2 separate regions of the Mus musculus genome follow, and region 1 is linked to region 2. The links are chromatin contacts, called in public Hi-C maps. All regions are on one chromosome and are shown on one strand. Each heading gives the region's core, a stretch centred on a gene start, on an enhancer-like site or on the middle of the called end of the contact. The rest is flanking DNA. Distances are from core to core; before and after follow the strand shown. Region 1 has its middle 34 kb from the start of 1700040P09Rik. Region 2 overlaps Arpc3 (actin related protein 2/3 complex, subunit 3).

Evidence for each region. A called contact is a pair of places that touch in the nucleus more often than the background predicts.
Region 1: a Hi-C map of uterus shows a contact between it and region 2, with 2.0 times the contacts expected there. The contact joins two enhancer-like sites. A contact is called at or near these places in 1 of 39 promoter capture datasets (the SN4741 cell line), 8 of 484 Hi-C or Micro-C datasets (the Ba/F3 cell line, Sertoli cells, cumulus cells and 4 more), 1 of 115 datasets of contacts at active chromatin or transcription factors (the NIH/3T3 cell line) and 1 of 9 other capture datasets (adipose tissue).

The regions. Positions count from the first base shown.
Region 1 is chr5:122,546,355-122,549,054 of GRCm38.p6, reverse strand. It overlaps a transcript of Ift81 not described here. Among named protein-coding and RNA genes, the nearest start is that of 1700040P09Rik, 34 kb to the right of the region's middle. Within about 2 kb of position 1,439, at least 154 of the 459 cell types and tissues checked have an H3K27ac peak or open chromatin away from gene starts, as enhancers often do. A contact at or near this core is called in adipose tissue and uterus, where this site is marked.
Region 2 is chr5:122,400,211-122,402,910 of GRCm38.p6, reverse strand. It overlaps Arpc3 (actin related protein 2/3 complex, subunit 3), which reads right to left. Exons shown (of 7, transcript NM_019824.4): 3 at 1,188-1,264. Among named protein-coding and RNA genes, the nearest start is that of Gm32853, 8.2 kb to the right of the region's middle. Within about 2 kb of position 1,435, at least 74 of the 459 cell types and tissues checked have an H3K27ac peak or open chromatin away from gene starts, as enhancers often do. A contact at or near this core is called in adipose tissue and uterus, where this site is marked.

The sequences.
Region 1 (2,700 bases), core at 190-2,689, 150 kb before region 2:
TTAATCATTTTAGAAAATAATTGTGTCTTTCACATGATGGCCCAAATAAAAGAGAAAAATGTCGCCTGCGAATCTGCCTCTGCAGTCAGCTTTCCTTCTCTGGGGCTTGGGCTGCTAGCTGTTGTGAGGACTTTGACTGTCAGTGGCAACGCCCTCTTGCTCACTATTGGTTCAGGAAATAATCCTGTAAATATGCCCTTTAAGAAGAATCTAGAAGTCGGATGTACTTCCTGTTACAATTGGCTGAATTCAAGGTCACACTTTGCAGTGCTGGGGAGCAAGCTAGAAGACCTCAGAACACTGGAGAGTGAAGGGAAAGGACCCAGAGACTGTGAACCGGCTAGCTTTCCCTCAGGCTGCTGCTGGCTGCTGCCTTGCTTTTTAATTCAGCAGGCAGCAATTCTAAAACAAGCCATTGAGTCACACTTGTTTTTAATTGATGTTTGTCATTCTGCTGAATTCTTAGCATGCATGACATTTATACTTTTTTTTTGGAAAATTTTAAGGTCTATGCACTTTCCAAGTGTATTTCTTAAGTTTTTAATGCTAAGATGATAACAAGCATTTTTAAAAATAATTTGAGTAAAATAAGAGGCTATATATGCACTCAAACTAAAAATGTGTAAATTGGCAGGATTCTTGGATCTGAATTTGGGGGGGGGGGTGCATCATGAGTAACACAGAAAAATCTGTCTTCACAGAGGCAAAGTTTATATTAAAAAATAACTGTGTTTCTCAGAGAAACCTCATCTCACACAGGTCCTCGCCCAGCGCTGGTGAATAACAGGTTTGTTCCCACAAAGAGTTCTAGGTGCTTACATCATGCCTCTGGCTTGGCAGAAAGGGGTTTGCCTCTGGGAGCAGGTAATGGGTGCCCACTTGGATGCTTGGCCTTCCCATAACCTGCTTGCCCACAGTTGGGCCCTGTTGTGGTGTGGGAGGTGTGAAGCATGTGTAGTGCACTGTCTTCAGACAGTCTCCAGCAGCCAGGAAAGAGACAGAGCTGCACCTTTGTCACCAGTGTAATTACCTCTGTCCTCATGCTGACCGAGGCCTCCCTCCGTCTCCCCTAAACGAGGGCAGTCTAATTAGAGTTGTTTGCGGTGGCAGCTAGGCATGTGGTGACTGTTTCGTCTGGGGAGGGTAGAGATGGATCATTAAAGGTGCTCTGTGTGTTTTGATGTTTGACTCTTCTGTCTTAAGACCGTCTTCTTTAAAAAACAAAGCAAGTTCACTGGGCAAGAATATGGCTTATTCTTACCCAGTCCTTGCAAAAGAAATAATAATAATTATATAAAAAAAAAACCCAGAGTCCAAATAAGTAGTTTTTTGGGGTTTTTTTTGTTTTGTTTTGTTTTTTGAGAGGCCTGGACAAACACGTGCTTTCTGCTCCCAAGCTCCCTCTTTTGGCAAACTGGGAGTACTTTCCTGGTCACTGGTCATTGCACAATTTCCTTTCTAGAACCAGAAGCCTTGCGTCACTAAGCTAAGGTTTGCTGCTATGGAAATTCACAATTCAGAATATGCGGGGAAATGAAGAATTCCTGCTTCCCAGTGAGGTCTTAAGTTTCCACTTGAGTTCCGGGTGTGACAGTCGGTCCCTGTGAGTTGCTGTTTAGTGTAGCACTTTGGTGGGTAGCTTTGAGATCAGCAGAGAACAGCAGGCTCTGGTGCTTGAATGACTCACCTGCATCTTCCTTTGTTGGAGGGACCTCTGAGGGAGCCCTGCCAGCCACCGCAAAGCCGGTCTGCTGCTGCTCTTGCAGCAGATTGCCTTCCTGCTCTGAAGAGCAATGCAGCTCCCTCCTTAAAGAGGCTCAGGCACAGTACTGTGGTATCCAAGGATGGACTTAACTAAAGCATTCATTAAACAAAGCAACAAATTAGCAGATACTATCTCCCAGAGCTCTGCAGTCATGATAAAGAAGAAAGGGCATGAACCGTTGCTGAGTGCCAGGCATGTGCCAGGCATAGTCCCAGAAGTTTCTGTGGGGAAGCAAGGTGATGCTCACAATGAGGCAGGCCAGGTAGACTTCACACTATGACCCAGGTGATGACTGTGGCAGAGCCTGCATCCAAGATGTATGCTCTTAGTTGCTGCCTTGGTGCAGAGTCTGTTGTAAGCAGTACTTATTTGTAAACAGTTGGTGTCTGTCTCTGAACTATTGCATGCATTAAATTCTTTTTGGTAACATAAACTTAGAGGACCTTGTTAAAGAATGGATCTGGGGCCCGGAGAGATGGCTCAGTGGTTAAAAGGACTGGCTGCTCTTGCAGAGGACCTGGGTTCAATTCCCAACACCCATCTGGTGGTTCACAACCATCTGTAATTTTTTAAATACAAACAAACAAACAAACAAAACAAAACATAATAAGCGAGACTATAAGATATGCTTATTACATTTATTCAATCAAAATTATTTTTACTACTTTATAAACATCTCTTGCCATTTTTTTTTTAAGTGCCGAGACACAGCTTCTTTCTGAACTGGAGAATATTTACTTATCTATAAGTATTATCTTCTGTGTGTGACTCTTTACTAAGTTACAAAATGTAAAGTCTACACGACCTCATTTTTGCTCTAAAAACCTCATAGCCAGACAGGCGTGGTGGCTGAGCAGGTAAAGACTTGCCACCAAGCCAGGTGATCTGAGATGGCCCTTCAAACCCTTACGGAAATGAAAGTTGTATACACAATA
Region 2 (2,700 bases), core at 186-2,685:
GGCTGGCCTCTCATTCTTGGACAACCTTCAAGCCTCTGGCTCCTGACAGGCGAACCCTGCATCTAGCCTGTCCCTGTCACAGCTCTCACTGGCACAGCACAGGCTAGCTGTTGGTTACAGACACGGTGCTCAGCACTGGATAGAGTCCACACCTGATGGACTCTGCTATCCCTGAGGGGAGCAGAAGGTGAAGCCACACAGTTTACAGCACAGTCAAGAACATCCTTTGCCCTTCTTTGTGCCTGGCTCACCACAGTAGCTCAGGAAATGTGTGTCTCGTACCATCCATCCCCTTTATAGCCAGGCCCCTGGCCACCCTCCTCACCCTCCTCAGGGAGGGGAAGGAGGGCGAGGTCCCAGGAAGGACCAGGGCACATGGGTCTGGTATGTCATGGGTGCTTAATCAATACTGAATACACACAGATGCGTCTAGACCGGAGCTTGGCAAACCCTGACAAGGCCGGATAATGAGCTGTTTAGGTTTTGTGGCTAATGACCAGTTGTGACTGGTCAGTCACGGTTCAGTGCGAAAACAGACACAGCGAATGCATAAACAAACAGGCACGGCTGTGCTCCAGTGAGGTTTATTTGCAAAAACAGGCAGTGGGTCGTCTGGCATGCACAGCGGTAACAAGTGTAGAACGGAAAGAATCAAAATGCACGAAGGGGTGAGGTGAGGGCTCAGCAGCTCAGAGCGATTGCTTTTTGCAGTGGACCTGGGTTTGTCCCACAACACACGTGGTAGTTTGTAGTCATTTCTAACTTGAGTCATGAGATTTAACTCCTTCTTCTACGCAGACACACACACACACACACACACATTAAATTTTTCTTGTTTGACTTTTTGGTTTTTCAAGACAAGGTTTCTTTGTGTAGCCCTGGCTATCCTGAAACTAACTCTGTAGACCAGGCTGGTCCTGTACTCACATAGATCCACCTGTGTGGATGCCTCCTGAGTGTTGGGATTAAATGTGTGTGCCACCACACCCAGCCTACAATAAATAATCTGAAATAAAGAAAGCAAGATAGCAAGAAAGCAAGAAAGGAAGAGAAACTATAACACAGCACCCTCCTCAGGGTCTCGTCTCAAATCCTACAGTCACCCTCACCATTTAGCCCTCACAGCAACCTGACTTCCAGGTAGAATTTTATCCCCTTCTGAAAACTAAGCATTCCTTGGAAGTTACCTTAATTTCATAGTTCTTGAAGAAGACATTGGCCTTGAAGTAGTAGATGGCTTCATCCACAATGTCCGTGTCTTTGGCTAAGCGGGAGACAAGAGAAGGCAGAGACCATTACCAAAGGCAAACCTCACACCCAGAGGCGGCGAGCACAGGCAACCAAGCCTACCGCACAAGATTGAGACCTGGATAAAGGAAACCAAGGAAGGCGCTGCAGGTGCTCTGCTGGGCTCAGTTCCTGGGGATCTAGCGCCCTCTGCTGGGCTCCCAGGGAACCGTGCAGCACACATTCCGGCAGTGGTGGTACCCACTTTTGTTCCCAGCACTCTGGAGGAAGAGGCAGGTAGATCCATTGGTTGGAGACCACCCTGGTCTACAAGGCGAGTTCCAAGAGTTCAAAGAAAGCCAGAGCTTCACAAAGAAACCCTGTCTTCAAAACCAAAACCAAACCAACTCAAAAAACCCAAGGAAACAAAACCCTTACATGTGTGTCTGTACGTATGCCACATGTGCACAGATACCCACAGAGGTCAGAGGGCACCAGGTCCCTTGGAGCCGGAGTTACAGGTGCTTGTGAGGCCAATGTAGGTCCTCTGGAGGAGCAGGAAGTGCTCTTAACCTCTGAGCCTTCCCTTTAGCCCGAGCACAGTGTAACCAAGTGTTGATATAATTTTATTCGAGCCCACGCACTGTCATCTCAGGAGAAATGCTCAAATTATTTAGGGACATCGGGGACATTTCCTTCTTTTTATGAAAACCATGGCTTAAATCCAGCAGGTTCTAAGTTGCCACTAACTGAGGGAAGCCAGAGCACTCTGTGACAGACGCACATCTCGTTACACAATCTCTTTGGCAGTCTGTCCTCTCTTTTTCATTTTGAAAGGTCAGACTTCCCGGGTTTGACGTGCAGCAGCTGGCTGCATCAGCACCACATGACAGCCTTGGCCTGGGCTACCACTCCCTCACAGCCTCGCTGGTGCTTCTCTGAGGGCCGCGTCAGCGTCAGAACTTTAACTCTACCTTCCTGTCCTTAGCGTCCCGCCCCTAAGGAAAGGAAACTTCTCCAGAGCACCTAAGGGAGACGGCGGAGGAGACCTACACAGAGCTTGGCACACAGAGGCACGCAAAGATACATGCACAGCAGGAAAGGATTTTTCTAGAGCCGAGGCTCGAACCCAGGGCCTCCCACATGCTACAGACAAACCCTATCTCAGACATCTGCTCCAACAGTTCCAGCCCCTCTGGGACGAGGGACAGTCACCCTCACGTGTTCTGTTTCTCCCTGGAGGACTCAGCTTGAAGGTGGCTAGGATGTTCTCCATTCTGAGTTGGCTGTATCTTCTAGAGCAATGTGTTATCTGTAACCGTGTGACAGGGCTCACTGGCCAGCAACTTTTAAGTACTGCAGGTCTCCTCAAGGCTGTCTTTCCCCACCTGCTCCTTCTTCTCAGAAGCAGTGAATGGCCAGATCTACTCAATTTACTTACATTTCAACCAGTGTTGCAAACAAATTCATTTA